Linked DNA regions of Bicyclus anynana: region 2 is linked to region 1. A link is a contact called in public Hi-C data. All regions are on one chromosome and are shown on one strand. Each heading gives the region's core, a stretch centred on a gene start, on an enhancer-like site or on the middle of the called end of the contact. The rest is flanking DNA. Distances are from core to core; before and after follow the strand shown.

What was found. A called contact is a pair of places that touch in the nucleus more often than the background predicts.
Region 2: a contact with region 1 is called in a Hi-C map of whole larva, with 2.3 times the contacts expected there. The contact joins the enhancer-like site here to the promoter of LOC112054400 in region 1. A contact is called at or near these places in 2 of 2 Hi-C or Micro-C datasets (whole body and whole larva).

The regions. Positions count from the first base shown.
Region 1 is chr21:12,862,997-12,869,296 of ilBicAnyn1.1, reverse strand. LOC112054400 (cell growth regulator with RING finger domain protein 1) reads right to left here and starts at 3,295. Exons shown (of 7, transcript XM_052888036.1): 1 at 2,789-3,295. The coding sequence starts at 2,886. LOC112054385 (cyclin-dependent kinase-like 4) reads left to right here and starts at 5,058. Exons shown (of 9, transcript XM_024094159.2): 1 at 5,058-5,338. The coding sequence starts at 5,202.
Region 2 is chr21:12,903,292-12,909,591 of ilBicAnyn1.1, reverse strand. It overlaps LOC112054400 (cell growth regulator with RING finger domain protein 1), which reads right to left. Exons shown (of 7, transcript XM_052888036.1): 5 at 6,256-6,300; 6 at 5,991-6,147; 7 at 1-1,053. The coding sequence ends at 917. Among protein-coding and RNA genes, the nearest start is that of LOC112054427, 21 kb to the left of the region's middle. Within about 2 kb of position 2,506, at least 3 of the 8 cell types and tissues checked have open chromatin away from gene starts, as enhancers often do.

The sequences.
Region 1 (6,300 bases), core at 2,046-4,545:
GATTTAGCGTTCCGGTACGATGCCGTGTAGAAACCGAAAGGGGTGTGGATTTTCATCCTCCTCCTTACAAGTTAGCCCGCTTCCATCTTAGACTGCATCATTACTTACCATCAGGTGAGATTGTAGTCAAGGGCTAACATGTAAAGAATAAAAAAAAAAAAAAATTAATGAGGTACTACAAACTATACTACTTTTTTGCAACTGATAATATTATGCAGAAGTAATTAATTAATTGGATTAAAACTTTAATAAGTCTATATCTACATTTATATTTAATTTTTATACCTACCTAATACTTACATGGATATAAATATATATATGTACATAATTATATTATTTTAAGCATAAAATCTAACTTTTAGCAAATTTTTTTTAAGTTTTTTGTTACAATATTACAGGGTATTTTATATTTAGTAAGTATAACTACCTACTGGTATTATGTATTTAATTATAACACTATTCCACAGTTTAGCTAACATCTATAATTTTACTTTCTATTTCTTTACATATATCTTGGGCCAAAAAAGATATTGCTGGATGATGAATTAATATTCCTTACACATGTATGTGAAATTAGAGATTTTTTTCTCATCAAAACTAAAATATACAGTATTTTACAACTGATACACTATGATGGCTTCTTATTGGACCATATCTGGCATGGCTTACAATCACACACTTTAGTGTCCAGGACATTGACCTCTTATAATAAAATGATCTCTTATAATAGAAAATTTCACTTAAAAACTGGACAATTTTGCTTTGACAGTTTTAGAATTGTTGGTAAAGAAAATTATACCTAGAACCTTTTAAATAGAGTCCATTAATATATAATTAAATAAAATCCCAAATTCAGAACAAATTCAACCTTATGGATTAAGTTTAAGGTTGAATTTGCAAATGCAACTACTTGAATTGAGTGCCAAGAAGTTGTGTTTGGCACTCATTGAGTGGGAGACGTTTTTAATAGGAGATTGATGGTTCAGGAGCACCTAATAACATAATATCACTCTAAGTTCACCAACCTGTATTAGAGAAGTCTTAGCTTGATACTCCTAATCATTTAAGGAAAGACTTGCAGGCTAATTTACTAACTTTGACATATGTTAGTATACATATACAAAATTGAGATTCTATGTAACAAATGTCATCCGGTGCCTGTTGACGACCCTTTGTGAATACCATACAGTAGGTAGATGACATTTGTAAGTTGATTTGATATTAATTTAAGAGGTTGTAAAAAAGACCAAATTAGTGAATAGGCCAGCTGGTGTAGGCTGCTAAAATAGAATGATATTGACAACCTTAGCAAAACATTCATTCATTCACTGTTATGGTGAAATGGTTAAAAATGTAGACAGAGAAGTGAATACTGCATCAACTGTTTGGTGTGCTGTTGTAAGTCAAAGTTTGACATCCTCAACACACTGCACCAAACTAATGGTTCCGGTGGCGCAGCATGCCTTGGGGAGGCCCTGTATCAAAATCAGTAGGGGAGCCCAAACGAAGGGTATTTCTTACAAAAGAAATAAAAATACTTGCTTAAAATAAATATGATAGTGACTTTTTTAGTGATTTTCGATTAACGGGCCCCTGTAGTGGGGGGGCGCCCTATCAATGACACGGCCAATACAGCGGTAGGTTAACTAATATATTTTAAGCTACTTTATGTACAATTTGCAACATGTTGAGCCTGTAACCATGTACTCATTTATTTTATACTAACAGACACCCTGCCACATTTACAATATGGGTATGAAAAGTAAGGATTTTTAAGTTAAAATATTATAATCTGTTACTGATTGACAAACTTGTTTGTACTGTTATTAGGCTTAATCTGATCTGATATCAGGACACCAAATATAGAATCACCTTGACTTATATCTTTACAGAGTGTATACATGTCTTATTTGAATGATACACTTGTATTTGAATGCTTTAGACACCTGTAAGTGACTGGCCCCACCATCCAACATCATTGTATACTTTTTATTTAAATATGTTCTGTGTACTAGTTGTAGGTGTTTCAATTAAATAAATAAATTATCTTTGCTGAAAGAGAATGAGGTGACTGATATGTCTATTTACTTCTCTATCTACAGTAATCAACGAATGCAAATTGACATTGAAATTGACATTTTAAGTCACTATTCAGTGTGTTTCTGTGAATATATTGAAGTTCCACAAGAGATGGTAAACATAAAGTTTGTTTATAATTCACAAATACAACTTCTATTTTACTTTAAAATCTCTTAGCACATTCCTTGACTAAAGTCTTATAAGAAAAATTCCAATTAGAATATTTTTCATTACAAAAATGTATTAAACATTATAACTTACAACAATAAAGCCAGTGTATTTACAATTTTATTATCAAAGGTACCAAAAAGTGTGGGCTATAACAAAATCCTTGAAAGGTGATATTTTAAAAACTAAAAATCATACAGTAAATTTATCATTATTTTAATTGGAGCATTAAATGGAAAATCTTTATTTTGTTGTACACAAAACTACTAGGTAAATGCTTGTAACACTAATAAGAAAGTACTTTAATAGAATTTCTAGTATAAATCTTATTAGAAACTAGGTTCCACATTCATACACTGCTAATAACCTTAATCTTTAGAGTAAGAAATACCTTCTATGCAAGAAACATTATCTATTTTTAGCACTTACAGTTATCTGATAATACGAGTGACCGCTACCAGTTGGCCTCAAAACAAATACTTAGCCAAACTGTATCATCTCGATTTAGTACCGTAATATAGTAAACATATCAATCACTCACCTCAGGAGTATGACTAGCATCATAAAGAAGGCAACGAGGGCCCCAATCATAATAAATATATTTGGCAAGTCTGCCAAAGTGACTCCCGTCGAGCCCATTTTGCATCACCTAAATAGATCACAAAACAACAACAAATCGTTCCAAAGTACCGAAAACTAAAGGACACATCGGTTCACATCACAATAATAGAAACAAAAATACACACGCCCGCACAAATTCACATTTTCGACGACGAAAAATCTATTTTTTCTAATTCCAATTCTATCTTGCGAATTTCGTCAACAGTTTCGCGAATCGCGTGCGGCTTTATTGCCCAATTGTCTTACGCAGCTGCAATAATAAATAATAATCCTCTGTATGGTTATAACCTTGTGATAAGAGATCTCTCTAAATAATGTTTATTGCGAGTTTAATCATAACAAAAACATTGATCGAAATAAATATCGCGACGCACTACTCCGTGGAACGTAGTTTGACAGAATGAGAATGAAAATGTGAATTGATGACAGCAGTCGCAGTCAGCACATGACAGTTGACAGACTGAAACTGAAGGTGAACTGAAGCAGTGAATGGAAATGCGCAAAAATAACTTCACAGTGAACGAATAACGTCAAGCAGTTTGTTAAAGCGAGATCAACATAATGTTTTTATATAAGTTAGAAAGAAATAGATATAGTTTGAAAGCTCCAAGAGTATAATTTCACGTGTATGATCGTCTTCATACAAGATGGCAGCACGAGTTCCAATTTTTTTTTTAAATTTGCTACGACTTTTCCGCTAAATTAAACATTTCTATTTTCTAGATGAATTTTATCACTTACTTACTCAATAATTTATGTACTAAAAAAGCGTCCTTGTATTACGTCAATCCGACTAGCCTATGCAATAAGCCGGTAGCCAGCGGATTAACACATTGTAGATGTAGTTAAGCTGAAATTTTTTATTGATGGGAAGCTGTGGACCGCAGTATACTTTGACCAATAATAAGAATGGTCTAAGGCAGAATAGATGAGATTATGCGACAGCATTTGTAGCCCATAAATATGACCCACCCATAGCAAACCTTCCATAATAGTAGAGTACTGACTCTACTAGTGCTGGCTCTACCTATGGTGCAGTACCAGTCGAATCGAAGGGTAAAATTATAATAATCTATGTAAACTAATAAAGGTAGTCGTTCGTCGTCCTCGTCGTTCTGGGTAGAGGAAAACAGCTGTCAGCGTTGGTAGACTATTAAACATACTTTAAAGACATTTTGCATTAGGTACTTGATTGCCAAAATCAACAGAATAATTCCGTTAATTTACGCTCAAATCGTATGATTATGAAAAATCACAAATTATTAGCAAGTAAACTATTGACTATTTAGATAACTTTTGACGTTCTGGTATTTCTGAAGTTTTTTTTAGTTAACATAAGCATATACCCAATATTAAGGGCTCCTAAGAGGGGAGGTCCATAAAATAATCAGAGGTCCAAAACTCCGCAGAACGGAGATGAAGGAATGAGGGTACAAATTTTTTTTAGTAGGTACCGTTGTTTATGTGAACTCATCATTATTTTAAATTTCAAATTATTTACAACAGTACACCTGTATTTTTTTACACGTTTGCATACATGACTAAAAATTAAATCGGGAAGTCATTTGCAAAATGGAGCAAATTGAATTTCGTGCGGTGATAAAGTTCCAACCAAGCAAGGAATTTCTTATTAAGCTAACTTCGCCCTCAAAAAGTTTTCAAACTTTCATTTTGAAAGTAGTTTTTATAAAAATAAACGTCTTTTTTTTTGCTTATTCCTAATACTATATTTTCTTGATGAAAAAGTAAAAAGTGTATAGAGCTCGAGGGGGATTATATTGAAAAAGAAGCGCCATCCAGAATTCCCCCCTCCTTGTATCTCAGCTGCCAATATCGTTTAGTATTGTATTTTGCAGGATTGAACAACCAAAGTGTACCAAAAGTGAGTGACCTTGAACTTTTAAGCATTCCTACGTATCACATACGAGTAGGGAGGTACTTCAGGCAAACCTCAATAAGATAATTCTTATAATGACCTTGAAAATTACATAGTACCTACTCAGGTACATTTGTTGAACTAAATCTTAGGTAGGTATGAAGGCATACCTCCGCACTTACATTACATTAGCTAAAAAATCCGATAACCATTGTTTAATCCCGCCCACTGCGGTTGTCATGTACACAGGCCAACTGAAACTGTAAACAAACCCAACGATCGATATATTTCCATACTCCTAAGTAAAAGCCGTGCAGCTTTCGCCGAATAAACATCTCTCGAAAAAAAAAGAAATAAAGTAAATAACTAAGTTTTTAAACGAAAATTATTTAAAAATCCGCGAATTATTTAGACTGTGATTCAAGCGGGAAATGCTAGTTTTCGTTCAGAAACGCGAATGAATAGTGCGGAGTATCGGAATCGGGATCGTTCGAAATTCAAACTGTGGAACAACGTGGCGTCCTGCATGGAGAAATGGTTCGGTGATAAGCGGTTGTGGTTATTTGGGAACAACCTGCCGTTGTTGCCGAGAAGGTTGGTTGCCACCGTATTTTTATTTTGATTGTAACATTGACCTCCACATGAGATTGGTGGATTGTAATTATTATTACAAGGCTCAATACATCAACGAATTTTATTAAATAAATTAATATTAGCCAGATTTAATTAGGTGAAAACATAAAAAAAAATGGGTGAGATAGAATCGAACCCTAGAGCTTTCGACTTTAAGTCCGGCCGCGTAACCACTTCTCAATGATCCTGGTCATAAAAGAGAAAGTACCTAAGTACTACCTACTAGTACTAGGTACGTCAGGACCAGTGCTGTGAACAAGGTTCAAACCAGGATAGGCACTGTACGTTCAAATTGTATAAAATGGAGAATAGCGTCTCCAATACAGGCTCATAATTATTATTCCTCAAGATACTTAGGCAGTGCATTTTTGCATCTATGAAGTACACGACAAGATATTGCCTGTACCTAATGAAAAATCCCTATCCCTCCCCTATCCCCTATCCCCTATCCCTATCCCTATAAAATCGCCCCATTATTCTTATCTATACCAATATTATAAATGCGAAAGTAAGTCTGTCTGTCTGTCAAGCCAAGCGATTTAGCGTTCCGGTACGATATCGTGTAGAAACCGAAAGGGGTGTGGATTTTCATCCTCCCATTAACAAGTAAGCCCGCTTCCATCTTGGATTGCATTATCACTTACCATCAGGTGAGATTGCAGTCAAGGGCTAACATAAATAAATAATGGAATAAAAGACAAAATTGTGCATATGTGCGCTCAGATTTGTAGCCTATTATTCGGATAACTTTTTGCAGTGATTTTGTAAAGACGTAGGTAACCTATCTACATGACAGACATGCTATCATAAGGATAGGGTACTGACTGTCTGTAACTTTTAGATTTGAATAAATTTATCTATAATATAAAATTATCATTGGTCAGACCCGATTATTCTTACCGAATAATTAAAATTATACCATA
Region 2 (6,300 bases), core at 1,257-3,756, 41 kb before region 1:
GGCATGTAAGATAAGATCAAGATTGTGATTGGTCATAAGGTGTCAGACAGAATAATCTTTTTCCTTTTCGGAAATCAGAGGAAGGTGCCTTTTTGTAAAATCAGCATTTTGCCCAATATAACAATATAACGGATTTGCGTCAAATAACTTTGAAGTCACCTTACCAAATATTTGCACAGCCGCATATGCGTGTTGCAGTCTATACAGAAAGGAGATGGTCCACTCTTGTACCCCGTATCAATAAATTTTAAAAAATACAAGAATTTTATTAAAATTTATTAAAGTGAATAAATCTAAGTAAATAAAAAGAAACAAATAAAATGAAAAAACCCAAGTTTTTGAGTTATATCAAGATGGCGCCCATAGAGAAACTATGACATGACAATTGACAGCAAACGTCAAATCGATTATTGCATTGAAAACGTCATCTATCCGCCATTATTACCCTTATTAGCGTTGCTTTTCTTGGGAGATAATGAATATTATTTCGAAAGAATTAAAGTAAATTCGTAGATTTGTATAATCAAAAATAGTTTAAAAAAATATTTTCTTTTATTTCCGCTAGGGTACAATTGACCCTGGGCTCCATAGAATTTTGGACCATCTCCATTTGACTTTTAATTATTGTTTACTATGCACCCATTTGAACCAACAGTATTAGTTATTCATCATTTTAATGAGAAATAAAAAGTACGTGTATTTATTGCGTCCATAGACACTTCGATGAGTGTTTGTACTTACAACCAAACAAAAAACTATAATTTAATCTATTAAATGTCATCGATCCTCACGTCGCTTAAGTAACTGCAAATTTACGATCCCAGGCTCCCCTACTATAATAATATTAGCTGACAGTTTCCATACGTTTGGATTTTATACCACGGTCTCTTGGCCTACGATGACGGCTAGCTGCCTGCTAGTGGTAGTGGAACAGATTCAGGAGCCGACGGTTCAAAGGGAACTGCTGCTTCAGCTCCATCGGCTCCTCCTCGTTGCGGATGCAGAAGTAGCTGGTGATCACACTCCGGCAGATGGGACACTTGTCCAGTTTCGCTGGAAAGAGAAATGTGTGTGGTTAGTAAAGTAAGTATTGGATTTATAAGATTTTCTTCAGCCGATGGTAGGTATAAATGTGGCCATTCTAACTTTCAACTAAAATCTATACAGCGAATGCACGTGTCATTCGCCATTCGTGTCATTTATATCTTTTTTTATTCTTTACAAGTTAGCCCTTGACTACAATCTCACCTGATGGTAAGTGATTATGCAATCTAAGATGGAAGCGGGCTAACTTCTTAGGAGTAGGATGAAAATCCACCCCTTCCGGTTTCTACACGACATCGTACCGGAACCCGAAATCGCTTGGCGGTACGTTTTTGCAGGTAGGTTGGTAACTAGCCACGGCAGAAGCCTTCCAGAACCGGGCCAATTCCGGTCTGGTCATTCTCTACGTGTATGAAGTCTGACAACCCGCATTGGGCCAGCGTGGTGGACTATTAGCGTAACCCCTCTCATTCTGAGAGAAGACTTAACAGTGAGCCGAATAATATAACGAGCGGTGCCACAGGAAACAGCTTGTCTCTAACCCACAAGTAGGGTTCCCAACTTAGGGGTTTTTTCCCCAGATTTAGGGGGTAAATAAGTGAGGTGGCATTTTTTTAGGGGTTTTTTTACTTTTTACCTAATATGTGTTTTTTAATTGATAATAATAATTTTTCTTTCTTGACTTAGCGACTTACAACGACGTATAATACGTAATTCTACAACCACTCTGTGGTGACTAGCTGCAATTTTTATCTAATAAAAAAAATGTTAAATTTATTCAATGTCAACATGTATGATTTTAAAAAATCTCAATCTTCAGATGAAGACATAATATTTTATGTATTAAATAACGACTTTTGAAACACATTACAGCATATTATTTTCTAAAATATTATGAATTTATATTTTTTAGGGGGACAACTCAATAATTAAGGCGTTTTATGGGTTTTTTACACAAAGGAGATGGTCCATTTCAGGTCCACTATTGTACCCCGTATCATTAAAATTTAAAAAATACAAGGATTCTATTACAATTTATTAAAGTGAATAAATCTAACTAAATAAAAAGAAATAAATAAAATAAAACCTAAGTTTTTGAGTTGTATCAAGATGGCGCCCATAGAACAACTATGACATGACAATAATGACAACAAACGTCAAATCGATTACTGCATTGAAAACGTCATCTATCCGCCATTATTACCCATAATAATGTTGCATTTCTTGCGAGACAATGAATATTATTTCGAAACAATTAAAGTAAATTCGTATAAAAATAGTTAAAAAAAATATCTTCTTTTATTTCCGCTAGGGTACAATGACTGATCCTGGGCTCCATACGATTTAGGACCATCTCCTTTAGGGATAAATATTTTTGGAGGTTGGTAACACTGCCCACAAGGGCTCACTAACTCGTATGACCTCTCACGTAGGGTCGCGATCGGTCATTATCTGTCCCATACAGATCAGCAGAGGTCGACGGTGAGGTACGAAGTTTACGCGCGGCATTGGCACCGATGCGATCGGATGTGAGGCGCGTGCGCGGAATGTTTATTTGTTCATTTGTTTATGTTTAGCAGTGGAAAAGTTCAAAGTGTGACATCTAGAGTTGCATAATATGTGCTCGATTAATCTATATCGCAATCATTGAGATGCAGGGGTCAAATCACGTAAAATTTATTGATTAAAATATTAAAAGTGTTGACAACATTACAGATAATGAAATTTTATATGGGACTTTTCGCAGGTTTCAAGGTAGGCTAGCTTAAAATCGATAGATAGGGGTAGGAAAGGGGTAGTGTAGGGTAGTGTAGGGTGGGGTGGAAGTAGGGAAGGGTAGGGAAGAAGTACACATTAGTCTAGCGGGTCCGCTAGTTACAGATAAAAATGGTGGAGTTTATTGATCCTGTCACTTTTACTACTTTTGTCTACATACCACGATCTCTTTTCCTCAAATTTTCATTAATTATGATGGGACGAAACAAAGTTATCTTGTTATTTCATATAGTGCATCTTAGGCCCACTGGTTTCAACAAAAACAGACACTTAAATGTCATCTATTGATCGGTTGGTATTTATTGTGTCAGTTACAAATTATTATGTCACCAATTATGCTCATACATATAAAAGATAATTGGGATTTTTTTAAAAACTAATTTTAAACCTTGAAGAACTTTAATCAATTTTCTAAACTTATTCGCAAAGTTGTAGATCCTGAGCTACTGCAATAACGTAAATAGGGAATAATACAATTTTTAGGATAAATAGAAGTTAGTCTTTCTACACTGGTTCAATACAATCGTAGGTAGTTGAAAAGTTTCTGTATGTTTTAGTACTCCTTTACGACGCAACTACTGAAACAATTTAACTTAAATTTGAAATGGAGATAGATAATTCTCTGGATTAACACATAGGATGGAAAATACATGGTTACCTCAGGATTCGTGAGAAAAAAGAAGAAATATCTCCCTTGTCTCCTATCTAAACTGCTCGTCGACGAGCTCGTCGTAATCCTCACGACCGAGTCATCAGTCGATCAGTATTCGTGACCGCAACCTTGTAATTGTCGCTCGATGCAGATATGCGTGTGCGTGAATGGCATACTGATACCGCATGAATACTTAATGTACACACCTATGCGAACATTTGCGTATTGTTTTTATCGATTTGCGGGTTAGGTGACCACAATCTATGTGATAATACGCAACCAGCATAAACATGCATCATCAATATTAGCCTAATATTTTAACGACTCATTTTAACGTCACGCCATCAGATAAATGAAAGCTGTGGGTGACGCCATAATCACGATTTTGCTCTGCTTCAGATCATTCGAAGATCCTGAGTTATTTGAATAACTAGCGGTAGCGGAACCAGTCTAGATTCGCTTTGACTTACTCACCCCATTGGCTAGTACAGTTACGCAAGAAACCAATAAAGTATCGGCGACAAATTCAGCGAACTTTAGCTGGTTATAAAAGATTTGAATTGAAGATATATCTCCCTTGTCATTTGACTAAATTGCTCGGCAACGCAATCCTTACAGAGTCATTATTCGATCAGTATTCGTGACCGCAACCTTGTAATTGTCGCTCGATGCAGATGTGCGAGTATCATTAGCTACTGGTGCCATAATATTTTTTTTGCTTTGGTTTTGATCAATCGAAGATCGTGGGTGATTTGAATAACTTGCGGTAGCGGATCCAGTCAAGATTCGCTTTGACTTACTTAACTGGACAACTTCACCCTATTGGCTAGTACAGTTACGCAAGAAACCAATAAAGTATCGACGAAAAATTCGGCGAAACTTTATTGAAGAAATATCTTTCTTGTCTTCTATCTAAACTGCTCGGCAACGTAATCCTCACAGTCATCAGTCGATCAGTATTCGTGACCGCAACCTTGTAATTGTCGCTCGATGCAGATATGCGTGCGCGTGAATGGCATACTGATACCGAATGAATACTTTATGTAGACACCTATGCGAACATTTGCGTATTGTTTTTATCGATTTGCGGGTTAGGTGACCACAATCTGTGTGATAATATACAATCAGCATCATGGGATCCATCGATGATATAAATACCACGTCATGGTTATTTATGCTGCAAGCAGAGTTGCAAAGCAAGCAAGACGGGATTCGATTCAATTATTTGCTCCGAAAACACATACAAATAAATGTCTTTCGCCATGTTTGGCGTACAATTTATAATAAAATTAAACAGCAAATGATTAAATTAAAATTTAAAATTAAATGTAAATGATACGGTAAAAACTAGATATGGAGATACTAATTACTATCAGTATAATTATTACAGTTCTTCTATTGCTGGAAGTTTTCTTTTCGCTGTAGTAAGTTCATAACACCTTTGTGAGTGTATAGTAAAAGACATTCTTTTTCTGACTGTTGTAGAGTCCTTAATGGGACCATGTCAACAAAGGATTTGGGCCAGCGTTAGAAGGATGTCGAGGGACAGAACTACTCTCCTGCAGGCTAGGATTAGCCTATAAGCTATTCAGGCAATTGCTTAGTGCATCCCGTCTAGGAGGCACTAGAGACAATCAAAAAAAAAAATTAAAACCCTTCGAATAGTCCAAAAACCATTAAATCATGTTGTGCTTACCCTATCTAGCGTGGGATAATGGCAGGAGGCACAAACAATACCTAAGGACAGGGGACTTTTAGGGGAACTTTGCTTATGATCAATTATGACCTTAATCCTGGACTGATCTTCTGATGGAACTCGGATCTCTGCTTCCCAAAGCCCTGCTAATAATGGCGATCTGCCGAAGAGGTCTGAAAGTCTGAGGTGTCTGAAGAGGTTCGAAAAGCAGTGAAACAAATATGCCTCTAATTACTTATTCCTTATTAAAATTAGCCGTCTACTTTCATAGGGGCCGTCATAGGAAGTTAATAATAAGAGCTAGTTAATAATGCATGCGGAATATATGATTAGTCTGATATGAATATGCATGAGCTACTACGAACGTTCACGACTGAAAGGTTACGGGGGTTAACATAAGGACAGATATTTATATAGAAGTAAATATAAGATCTTTGTATTTTAACAAAAATAGATAATAATGTTTAATCCTACAGAATTCTTGAATTGCCCTGTCCTTGACGAATTTTCCTAAGGTAACCTGCCTCGCTTCTTAGGTATAACTAATACATGGGTAAATTGTCTTATGTCTATGTTACGACTAAAGGGAAAGGGAAGAGCATAGGAAAATTATTGTCCACTCCTATGTCCATCTTATGTATTGACATTTATAGCCTCTAACGCTCTTAAGCCCGTCTCTCACGATTTGCTAGCCTATTAATTGCACTCCTTGCCATCACTCACGCATAAACCATCCCGCTGACTAGCCCGCTTGCCTATCTCTCTGTCTCAACCCCGACACGTACAGTTGCTGCTGATCGGCACACAATATGCTGCACTCACGTAAGCAGCGCGCGCAGAGGCACGCGTGTCGGCACGGCAGCAGCGCGCGGGACAGCGGCGCCGACGCGCACACGCAGCACAGGGCCTCGCCGCGCGCGTAGCCGCCCGCCTCGCCCATCTCGCCTGCCTCGCCCGCCTCACCCGATACATACAGTTGCTGTCGAAGTGGAAAAAAAAAACTTATGACGCAACAAATCTGTACAATTATAAAAGAAAAGATCTATTCTCGCCCAGCCTGTAAATATAAACTGATAGTTGAACAAACCTTCAAACAAGACAAGTGTCCGTTAGCCTGCTTGAGGTACTGCGC